2 separate regions of the Capra hircus genome follow, and region 1 is linked to region 2. Evidence: chromatin contacts called from public Hi-C data. All regions are on one chromosome and are shown on one strand. The core of a region is the stretch at or near the end of the contact, and the rest is flanking DNA. Distances in the headings are between cores, read along the strand shown.

Region 1 (5,965 bases), core at 2,264-4,763, 82 kb after region 2:
GTTTGAGATCATCAGCATGGCTCTGGGGTAGGTGGAGGGAGGAGGCTGCCTCTTGGCCACCCGTGGCCCATCTCCACGGTCCCAGGACACACTGGGAACAGATGGTGGAGTTCAGGTCTGTCACAGTGCGGTGGCAGCCAGACCCAGGACAGGGCCTTCCCTGCGCTTGTTGTCTGCTTACAAGAGACTGAAACTGAAGGCACTTTGTAAGCCTGTAAGAAGCAGTTTGGGGTCCCCAGGTGGCTCAGTGGTAAAGAGCCCGCCTGCTACATCCAGAGATGTGGGTTCCATCCCTTTGTTGGGAAGATCCTCTAGAGGAGGGCATGGCTGCCCACTCCAGTATTCTTGCCTGGAGAATCCTCATGGACAGAGGAACCTGGCGGGCTACGTCCATGGGGTCTCAAAGAGTCAGACACAACTAAATAACAGCAACAACAAATCCAAACCCTATGCCTTGGGTAGGCTAAAGGATGGGTACCCTGACCCTTGCTTTCCAGAAACATGTTTGCCTCCACTCTTACTGTGGGTGCAGGGGTCCCGAGTGGTCCTGGCTAGTTCAATCTCAGGCAGTGACCAGCTCAGCTCAGTTCCTCTCCCACCCTTTGCCGTTCCGGATATTGCTTCCAGGAGACTGAATGGACCTTGACCTCTGGATGTTGGCTGACCTCGAGCTGCCAGTTACTCGGCCAGAATGAACATGAGGTGGAGGGCTGACCCTCCTTCCTGAAGCAATGAGGGCAGCCCTGGCCTGAGACATTTCTCATGGATCCAAATTAGACTTTGGCATCCTGCCAAGGGAAGTATTGACTAACTCATCTGGTGCACGGAAGGGAAAGTGGTACGCCACGTGCCTCCCCACGTCCAGCTTACAGCTCTGCTTGGCCGCTAATGGCGAAGCAGAGGAGACGGCTGTCATGGCAACTCACGCTGGGCGCCTTTAGAAGGCAAGAACGCTAAGTGGCAGAGGAAGACTCTGGGGGTAAGGAGGACGTATCACGCTGAAGAGCAAACACAGTTCCATACGGGATAAGCCCACACCACATATGGATGGAGAGACGTGTGGAGAACCACAGACGCCCACAGGCTCTGCGCGGGGCCTGCGTGGAGTCCCGTCACGGCCTTGCTTCCTCTGCATCTGAGGTGACAGCTTCCAGTGTGCCAGGCTGTATAAACTGGGTCCCGACGGTTTGAGGCGATTGCCTTTTCCACTTATGTCAGACTCACAAGGCTGAAGACATCCCAGAGAGCTCTGAAATTCTGTGACGATCCACGGGCATCTGTGAGCAGCAGGCCCCCCTGAGCCAAGCTTGTCATGAAGGTGGCAACAGGAGCACCGTCTTGCTGACTCTGGGCTCCAGATGCTCTGAGTGCCATAAAACCAGGAAGAAAATGGGGAAGGGTCCAATTTCAAAGCCAGAATATATTTTGCTGAAAATATGGATATGCGTGTTGCCTTCCGGACAGTGTGCTCCCCGAGGGAGACCCGCACAGTTTATTAGGACGGAAATGGGAACAAGAGGGTAAGGGCTTCGCTTAGTAGAAAACTAGCAGCATCGTGTGGTTCCCTGGGGGGCACCCCCGGGGTCCTCATCAAGCGGCCTCTCCACAGGGGAGGGGTGCCTGGTCAGCACAGCTATAACTCATCCATCATGGCGAGCCAGTCGTCGCCCTTGCTAGCGCTCCGCCTTGACTGGTCCGTGATCTCAAACTCCCCCATGATCCGCTCCAGCTCTTGGTTCGTCTGCTGGTCCTGTGAGAGGAGAGGAGGGAGAGAATGAAGAAACATGTGGGCATGATGGCCTATCTGTGCAGCTGGTGGTTCATTTTCCCACCCCTGTGATGCACTTCGGTTCCTCACCTGTTTGTCAGGAAAGGGACTATGTTACATGCTGATTAGAGAGGAGGAGGAGGGAGGGCCTTTGAAGTTCATTGTTATTATAAGAACAGGAGGGGAATAAGATTTGACTTGTATAATCGCCTGCACGCACCTGAGTAGCTTGGATGTTGATAACTTCGTAGGATAACTCTTCTGGCCTGGTGAGCGCTGCTTGTCTATACGAGAGGGTCGAGAAACGGGTCAAAGGTTAGGATTTTCCTCCCTGCCAGCGTGGCAAATTGGTCCTTGATAATCTGGTAACCTATTTTTTTTCTCTCTCTTCAACTTTCTACCCTCTCCCCAACCAATACACCCTACGCTCCAGGAAGTCAAGTCCTTTTATGTCTCTGCTTTTGCACATACTAAAGTCTGCCAAGAATAACTTTTCCCCTTCCTCTGCTTGGCAAACTCTGAGACCCAGCTCAGTTGCCAACTTCTTCAATCTGCTGGGGCCAAGTCAGTCCCTGTGTCCCTCACTGGAGCACGTGCGACATGGCGCATGTGTTCATGCTCCTGCAATGCCGGGAGGACCTGAGGACAGGCCCCAGGTGTTGTGCGCCATCCTTGGGTCCCTACACTTCCCACAGGGCCTGCCTCTCCAAAGGAGAGAGAAATAGAAGGCGCCCACCCCCACCCCAAATACATGGCTGTGAGAACAATTGCATGAGATAATGAACCCAGAAGTTCTCTGGAAACAGTAAGGCACGTGTAAGTCTCAGTGAATTACCACCGCTATTGGTTCTGGGGGCGACTGTCTCATCCTGAAGATGTCATGCTCCAACCTCCTTCTGGTTTCTTAACAGTCTTTTTTAAAATAGGATTATCTTGACTTCCAATTCTCTTGAGCTGCGCTTTGCTAAATAAAACATTAGAGCTACTTTTTTTTTTTTTTTTTAACAAATCCAGAAGATTCAGGCTATTTAATACTAGTGGATTCTTCTTTAACTAAGGTTGTTGAGTTTGCTGACCTTTCATTTTTGATCTTTACATCTGTGTTTATAAGTGATAAGAGCCACTTATTTGGTTTATGATGGTCATTTTTTGGTTCTTACCACACTTAGGATTTTTACATAAGTATTTAAAGAAACAGGTTGAAAACATACTCCTCCTCTTCATCAGTGGTGAAGAGATTCAACCGGAATCCTGGCTCAGGGCCACTGGGTTTCTGAATCTCCATGCCTCCTATCAGCCTGGCCAGGAGATTCAGCTCTTCTTTAGCAAGAGGGTTTGGAACTATGCTTTCCTGCAAAATCAATTTCATGATTTTTAGCCACGTGAAGGTGATTCAATTCCCTGCTGATACCCCAGAGACCCCGGGTGGTATTTCAAAACAAGGCAAAACAGTAACTGTCTAAATGATTTCTGGGAAGGACTGGGCCCACATGAAGCATAGGAAATAGAACCAGAAGAGAAATAACCCATGTCAGAAGCAGAGGGACAAGCCGGAGATTCTCACACTTTCAAGATGAGTGAAAGGCCCCAGGGATCCTCGTTCTCCTCAAACCACCTTCCTTCCTTCCTCTTTGAAGGAGAATGCTGCTTCCTCTTCAGGCAGTCTAGTTCCCCCAGCCTTTACCCGTGGCCTGGGTGAAGCCTCCAGGTCCAAGGGCACGCGTTCCACGGGAGCGACCACACTGCCCTCCGGTGGTGACTGGTGAGCACACCCTCGTATCCCTTCTCTCTTGTGGCTCCCTCTCTCGCGGCCTGGCCCCTCTGCCGCCTGCACCCTCCTCCTACCTGGCTCTCTCTAACCCGGCTTTTCCCCTGCTTCGCCTCTGGAATCAGGCCCTGTGTGCCTGTCTGGGCGGGTCTCTGGCCACTGCTGCTATCGCCTTATGATCCAGCTACACGAGAGGGACGCTGACTGCCTGCTTCCCCCGAGGAGCATGCCTCTGGTGCCTTTGCTCGTCCTGTCATCTTGGTTTCTGTGCCTTTCTCTCCTTCTGAGCTGTTTAGTATCTGCCTCACTCCAGAGCTCCACTTGAAGGTCACCTTCTCCGAAAAGCCTTCCTGTTCCCTGTCCAGGGGGTTCCTTCCCACCCCCTGGACAGGATATGTGTTCTGACACAGCTCTTTGCTCAGAATGCTCAGCAAGTTCACCTTCTGTCTTCCACCAGGTTATAGTTATTTGTTCCTATCGCTGTCTTTATAAGCCTAGCGTATTACAAGGCCCTTCAGGAAGGGACCAAATCTAAGCCAGCTCTGTGTCCTGGGAACCCCTCCCGCTGCCCCCAATAGACATAGTTCAATAAATGTTTATAGCATAACTGAATTGTCCATGATTTGGCCTATAGCTAGATGATAGCTAGTTCAGTGAAAATTTGTACAAAAGAATTCAGAGAACCCCAACCTCATTTTGAACTCAACTTTCACATCATTACACAAGGAAGCAGGGAAAGGGGATGTTTTAACAATCAGAATACACACAAGTGCTGAACTCAGCAGCCACGGACCTCACGGCACTGGTACAATGCTGTTTCACATGTCCTTATGTGTGGTTCCTGCTTAATTATGGTGGTGGAGACAAGCTTAAAATTACCTAATTAGTCAGATCACTAGAAGTCTCCATGAGAAACTATAATTTAAAACCTGTGTACTGGTAAGGCGGAATGGAGAAGACTGCAAACAAGGAGGGAGCCTTGGCCAGCTCTGAACTCTAGAGACCCCTCCCTTCTCCCTATCCAGACTCTTGTATCTAGAAATTAGCTCTGAAGGTAAACACGGGAGGCAGAAGCTTACCTGCGTCCGTGAAGCTAAGTTCTTTGATGCTGCAGACATGTGGGTTTCCACGGGCCGGTTCACGCTATACCTGGTGGCAACGGAAAACCACAAAAGCACTGTCCAGGCCTTTTGCCCTTCTAACTCATAAATATAGTGCATAGCTTTTACTTTGAGGTATTAAAAAGCATCCAGAAAGGTGCTGGGGATACAGACTATAACTAAGCGGGTGTCAACCACTCAAGTTTTGCTTCTTCCCAAATCAAAATACCTAGGAAGCTGTATGGCGATTTTTCCTCTTGCAAAGTAATGTGTATTTCTGGAAAAAAACATGATCGGTACATGAAGGCCAAGGCCTTTTGGGTCTCTACTGCATTAAAAGGTTTCGGCTAGTTCTCTTGTACGGCTATTTTAAGTTATTTATCTTTTTGACCTGCTAATCTACCTTCTGGTGGAAGATCCGAGGTGCCCTTTGGAAATGCCGGGGCCCTGCCTGCCGTGTCTCTAAGAGGAAATGCCTTCAATTGTCAGCAGGGGTTTTTCACTGCAGAAGTCAAGCCAGTTCTTTAAATGAAGGGACCTCTGCTGCACGGGAACTCATTAGGGGAAGGAAGAATTTGCTTACATATTAGTTCCCAGCTTCAGGACTCGGTCTCCATAGAGCTCGAGAGACCCTTCTTTGAGGGCAGCGACATAGCTCCCGCCGTGCTTAAATTCTGTCTTCTTCACTTCTTTGCCTTTGTTGTTGAATGTTCTACAAGACGAAGTAGGACATGATGGGACTTCCCTGGTGGTCTAGTGGTTAGGAATTCACCGTGCGATGCATGGGCTTGAATTTTGGTTGGGGAACTAAGATCCCATATGCCACAGAGCAGCTAAGCCTGCACGCTACAGCTACTAAGCCTGCACGCTCTGTGCGCCAAGACTCGAGAGCCCGTGTTTCCACAAGCGATCCCACCTGCCACAAGTAAGACCTGATGCAGCCAAATGAAGAAATATTAAAAAGAGAAAACAAAGGAGGACGTGATGACATGCTCTCCAAGCCTGGAGAGTCCCGGAGGCTTCATTATTCTTTGTGCTATGGGACCAAAGGGAATTTACACACTGCTTCAAGATAAAGACGCTAGCTGATATAACGGGGTGTGTGTGTGTGTGCGCGTGTGTGTGTGTGCGTGCGTGTGCGTGTGTGTGACTTTGCGGCCCCAAGGACTGTAGCATGCCAGGCTCCTTTGTCTGTCAAATTTTCCAGGCAAGAATACTGAAGCAGGTTGCCATTTCCTACTCCAGGGGATCTTCCCGACCCAGACCCAGGATCGAATCCACTCCTCTTGCATCTCCTGCATTGGCAGGTGGATTCTTCACCACTAACGC
Region 2 (5,779 bases), core at 2,603-5,102:
AACTATTCTGGTAACAACAACAGCAGCAGCAACAATGATTTTCAGAAGAGAAGCCGGGAGGAGGAATGGGACCCCGAGTACACACCCAAAAGCAAGAAGTACTACTTGGTATGTGTTGGGATAACCAGGAAGGGCAAAGGGGCCTTTGACATACACAGTAGCTGGCAGTGAGGCTTTGATTGATTTTTCCAGAACTGTGTGCAGGTATGGCACTGGTTATGTGTGTACTTGTGGGCTGGTAGAGTTCTGGCAAGATGACTGTTCTCTAGAGAGGCAGTCCTGACCTTGAAAGTGTTATCTGAGATGTTTATGGATTCCAGGATAAGCAGGAAAGGTTGCTCTTGCCTTTTTGTCTGTTTTTACTGCGCACGCACCCTAAGCTTCCCTTTAGCCTTTACAAGAGATAGAACTATCACCTTCCCCAGAGGCGGCAGTTCCACCTTGTCACGCCCTTGGACAATATGGGTAGGAAAGACAGTTCTCTTTTTGAGGGAGGGCACCTGTCTCCAGAATGAAACACCACTGGAGCTGGGCTCTTATAGGCTGAATTACTTGGCCAGTGAGAGCGCTCTATTGCCTTGCTGTGTTAACAGCAGGCTCAGGTCCAAGCAGATGTGACTGAGTGTTGTAATAACCAAGGTAATCTTGCTGCTGAGTCTGATCACCCATGAGGATTGGCCTGGAAATAGGAAGCTGGGAAGCAGGTTGCTGTGTAAATCACTGTGCATAGCCAACTTCACTTTTCTGGGGCTTCTAGAAGCTACTCTGAGAGGACTCTTGAACCTTTATCTAGGAAAATGTTGGCTAGACTGGGCCCAGGATAGGTACTGGAGTGGGGCTGTTTAGGGGAAGGATGAAAGGCCGTACCCTATCTGTCCCTGAAGAAGCATTGCCAACCAGATTCATTTAGGCTAGTGAAAAAGCAGCTGGCCCTTTAGCTGAACTAACCCCTCAGGAGCCTCAGGTACTACTTGTGTGGGTGGAGGGTTCAGATTCTCTGAAGTCATGGGGCTGATGGGGTAACAGTGACTTTTCAAAATCCTTTCTCATTCATTCTTTCATTGGTTCCCTCCTTCTTTCTCATGAGATCATCAGAACAGGGATTGAGTTAAAGGTTTTGTTTGTTTTTCTACTCTGCCACACTGCCTTCTTGCATAAAACTGAGAAAGGAGGAAAGATACGAGACAGGAGGCTGGGTTCTGGCCTTGCCTTTGCCAGTACTGGTCTGAGACCATGAGCCATTTGCCCTTGGTCTCACTGCCTATTCTTGGCTGAGGGGAGGCTTGGGAGAGCTGGATAAGACTCCCAGCTGTGTGTGTGTTCTGTGTTGCTTCCTTCTTAGCTTACAGACAACTCGGATCAGAAAGAGTTGCATGTTTGGGGGTGATTGGCTTACACCTGCGCGGCACCCCCCGCCCCCAGAGAATGTGTTCTAAATAATATGGAGTTACTTAAAGTTCCCCTGGCTGTTTTCTCATCTGCATAGTGGAGGGTTGATAATGATAGGGTAGGGTAAATGTGAAGATTAAATGAGATAATGTAAGAAAAGGTCTTTGAAGATTTTATCATCATCATCATGACAATGCCTAAACGACTGCCTTAGAATTCAAGGAACCGAACTGAATATTCTCTTAGATCTGAATCAGTAGCATTTTTCCAGTGGGGACAGGGAGGAGGACAGGACATAGGTTCGTTTGGGAAAGTCACATTTGGGTAGGTGCAGAGGAGAGGCTGCTCTTGTTTACTCTGGCATTGATGACAGTTTTCCTTTTCTTTTAAGCATGATGACCGTGAAGGCGAAGGCAGTGAGAAGTGGGTGAGCCGGGGCCGGGGCCGAGGAGCCTTCCCTCGAGGTCGAGGCCGGTTCATGTTCCGGAAATCCAGCACCAGCCCCAAGTGGGCCCATGACAAGTTCAGTGGGGAGGAAGGGGAGATTGAAGACGATGAGAGTGGGACAGAGAACCGAGAAGAGAAGGACAATTTACAGCCGACAACTGAGTAGCGGCCACTCTTGCTGGGAGCCCCTGCCCGAGGGAGAGAGGCGCCGGGAGACGGCTGGTGAGGAGCTAAACAGAGGAGCCTCAAGAAGATTCTGAAAATCCCACCCCTACCCCCCACCAGCCATGCAAAGTATCCTACAACTGCCGAAGAGCATCCTGGCGTCCCACCAGACAGAGGCAGCTGGCCTGGGGTGAGGCCCAGCTCTTGAGCAGAACACACCATGTTGGGCTTTAGCTACGTGTTTCTTGTTTCTTGTTGGTGTGTGGGGTGGGGGCTGGGGTAGGGAGGGCAGAGCGATAACTTGGATTTTGGTTTGTTCCCTGTTAGAAACCAACAGTTTTATTCTTTATTTCATTTCATTTGGAGCTGAGGACTAATTTGATTTTCAGTCTCTTTATCCTTATTTTAAAAGCCCCCTTTTTTATTTTTTAGGCATATATAGTAACATTAGCAGAAAGATTTAATTTGGGCAACTTTGATTCTTAAAAGAGAAAACAAAGCATGTGAATAAATATTGATGTGTTCACCTCAGTTTGGGACCAAACTGCGTGGGTCTTTGTAAAACTTGGTTTTGTATGTCGAGGAGGAGTTCAAGGCCTTTCTGACCACCTTGTGTTCCCCTTTTCTGCGCAGCCATGTATCATGTGGTGTTGCTCCTAACCACACCCCATGTGCGCACCTCCCCTCCCCCCAGTATTTTCTGATTTCTTGTGGGCTGGGCTTCCCCTTCTCCACCAGCAGCTCCAGTATCCCAAACTTTCTAGTCCTGCTGATCCTCTCAGCAACAGGGGTGGAAACTGGATGGCAGTTTCTGGTCTGTTTTCTAAGAAACTTCTGACTTCTATTATCTTTACAAATATAAGATGAGAAAATAATTTTTTCAATATTTTTTATTAATCTTTTTATAAAATGAAAAGAAACTCCTATGATCGATTAAGGAAGGTGGTTATGGCTGGGTGGTTTGTGGGGGTTTTTTGTTTTGTGTTTTTTTCTTTTCCCTTTTTTTTTTTTTTTAAACCTTAAGCTTTAAGTTGAAACATTCTCCGATGTTTGGGGGGAAAACATCCTCTTAAAATTGGTCCTTGTGCTTGCCTTCTGGGGAGGCGGTCCTGAGCAGGTGAATCATATGGCATTTATGCATATGTTATATGCGGACTGCACCCACTTCTCCCCCCCCAACCTTTGCCTCCTGGGTTGTTATGCTACTTTCCCCTTACTTTGCTACATTTCTATAGTTAAGTTGGTTTTACTTGAATGATTCATGTTTGGGGGGGGGAATGAAAATACCCTTAAAATTTGTTTCAACTCCTCCTGCAAATAAAAAAATAAATGAAGTGGCAGATGCAAATGGCTCTGGTCATTGTCACCCTGAGTGGGTGTGGGTGGGTGTGGTGGGGGCAGGTGGTGGATGTCCCCCATAGCAACTTCAGGGAACCAGAAAGATGAAATGTCTGCGGGGCTGGGCCCAGACTCTTGCAGCCCCATCCCCTCCAGCTGCACACAAGATTGTTCTGGGAGGAGCCTCAGCCAATCTGTGTTGGGTAATAACTCCTCATTCCCATTCCAGTGATTTTGCTTCATATCCTGTTCCTTAGACACCCTAGGAGAACCAGATTTTTCCACTCTGGTGTCATTGTAAGCAAGGACTTTGGCTTCCAAAGCAGTGGGGCAGGAGTCAAGGGGTGTGGATGACATGCTTGGCCTTCTGTGTGTTCACCACTAAGCAGGAAGATGATCTGAAAGTTAGCCTGGCCCACCTGGGACTGGCACTAACCTTTGCCAGCTCTGGCCTTTGCCAGCTCTGGCCTTGGCTGTAGGAAACCACGAGCCTTGAAAGCTCCGGAAGTTGCCTTCCTGTCTTCCCCTGAGGAGAATCCCGTGGTGTTTCCTGAAACCAAGCTAGGCCCCATTGGCCTGAAGAAAGGGTTTTTAAGCTCCTCCTCTCCCCTTGAAGGGACTACAGGGAGAATACACCTTCCAGGGAAAGCAGCAATAACTTTGTGCACACTGAGCAACCACCCACTCCACCCATCCAGGACCCGTCTAAGAGCGGTTGCTGCCTGCTGGGGGCCCCACCCTGGTATGCTGTCGACTCCCATGCAGCTAAGAACCAGGAGAGGGTAAGCCAGGGACGGCTCTGTGCCAGTGGCGTGTCGGAGACTCAGCCAAGGCTAGGATAAGGAGGGGAGGTAGTTGGGCAGATAGCTTGTCGGGGAGCTGTGACCCCAGCACTGGCCAGAGGTCCTGGAGTCCTTACCCATAGTTTGGGGACCGAACCTGCCGATCCGGGCCGCCCCCTCCCACACCCACTCCCTGCACCGGAGCCCAACCTATGGGCTTGCGTCTCCGCCTCCTTGGCTTCACAATCTCGCGGCTAGTCCCAACCTACCTGGACCCAGTACTCGGCTGCTAACGCTACCACACCATCCTCCCTGCTCGGCTCCGGAAGGAGCCCCGGAAGCCATGGGTATGTGCAGAGGGTTTGGGGTGGCTCTTCTGCCTGGAAATAGCATTAAAAGCCTACACCACTACTACGCTCTCTCGCTGTCCACACTGGGTCCGGGACTCGCGCCAGGGCCAGTCAGCCCCACTGGGCTCTTCTGAACCGCGTGCCCGCGCCATCCTCCGCCCGCAGAGGTGCTGGTCCTAGCCGGTTATCGCGCGGAGAAGGAGGAAGAGCTGAGCCTGGCGCCTGGTGACGTGATCCGGCAGGTGTGCAAGGGGCCCGCACGGGGCTGGATGCGTGGAGAGCTGGGAGGCCGCTGTGGCCTCTTCCCGGAGTCCCTGGTGCAGGTGAGGTAGAGCTGGAGGTCAGGCGGGGTTTCTCTGCGCGCTCCCCAGGGAGCTGAGAGCCCCTCTCTCGGTGCGCTCTTTCACAGGAGATCCCGGAGACTCTCCGCTGCTCGGGGGAGGCGCCGAGACCGCGCTGTGCGCGCCGCCGAGGTGAGCGCGGGTGCACGTGGATACGCGCGCGCGGAGCCCCAGCGCCCAGGTTGTCCCCAACTCGCCTTGAAGGGCGCGGCTCTGGGCGGGGCTGCGCGGCCACGGCGCGACCCGTGATTGGTTCTCAAGTACAATGCTCCGCCCTGGGGTGGGGCCTAGACGCAGGAAGGGTGAGAGCGCGTCCCGCCCCTCCCCCAGCTCCGCGGATTGGAGCGTGAGACTCAAGCTGCTTCACTCTCGACCGATACCAGGTTGCTCAGTCAAATTTCTGGGCCCCCGAAAATGGTGCAAGGCAAACTTCAACTACACTCCGGAGCAAGCGGACGAGCTGCAGTTGCAAGCTGGGGAGATTGTGGAAGTGATAAAGGAGGTGAGGGGATGAGGTGATGGATGAGAGGGGTTTGAGGGGAGACGATGGAATCTCTGGGTGAGGAGACATGGGTGCCGTGAGGTTGTGGGTGATGGAATTGATGAGGGGCACAGAAATGGGAAAGTGAGGAGGCAAGGGAGGAGAGGGGTCATCTGGGAAGAATCGGGGTGAATCAGGGTTTAAGATTGCTAGGGAGGCCCTTGGGGCAGGACTAGATGCCCCTGCGTCCTCCCCACTTCCCAGATTGAGGACGGCTGGTGGCTGGGGAAGAAGAACGGGCAGCTGGGAGCCTTCCCATCCAACTTTGTGGAGTTGCTGGACAGTGGGCCCCCAAGTGAGACCTGGACCCTGTGACCCCGTGAACCCCTGTGACCAGACTACAATCTTCAGTGACCTGCCCCAGTGGCCTGAACCTGTGATCTGCACATCTTGCCCTATGACCCCTTTGACCTTTCCCATGACCTC

What was found. Hi-C and Micro-C count contacts between places; a contact is called where the count stands out from the background.
Region 1: a contact with region 2 is called in a Hi-C map of liver, with 3 times the contacts expected there. The contact joins the enhancer-like site here to the promoter of SH3D21 in region 2. A contact is called at or near these places in 2 of 5 Hi-C or Micro-C datasets (blood and liver).

The regions. Positions count from the first base shown.
Region 1 is chr3:11,350,243-11,356,207 of ARS1.2, forward strand. OSCP1 (protein OSCP1) reads right to left here. Exons shown (of 10, transcript XM_005678691.2): 6 at 5,220-5,348; 7 at 4,616-4,685; 8 at 2,980-3,119; 9 at 1,989-2,052; 10 at 1,401-1,750. The coding sequence ends at 1,634. Among named protein-coding and RNA genes, the nearest start is that of LSM10, 12 kb to the left of the region's middle. Within about 2 kb of position 3,514, at least 3 of the 5 cell types and tissues checked have an H3K27ac peak or open chromatin away from gene starts, as enhancers often do.
Region 2 is chr3:11,267,721-11,273,499 of ARS1.2, forward strand. SH3D21 (SH3 domain-containing protein 21) reads left to right here and starts at 3,853. Exons shown (of 16, transcript XM_018041709.1): 1 at 3,853-4,121; 2 at 4,637-4,794; 3 at 4,881-4,944; 4 at 5,196-5,314; 5 at 5,558-5,648. The coding sequence starts at 4,741. It overlaps THRAP3 (thyroid hormone receptor-associated protein 3), which reads left to right. Exons shown (of 12, transcript XM_005678698.3): 11 at 1-108; 12 at 1,781-3,345. The coding sequence ends at 2,002.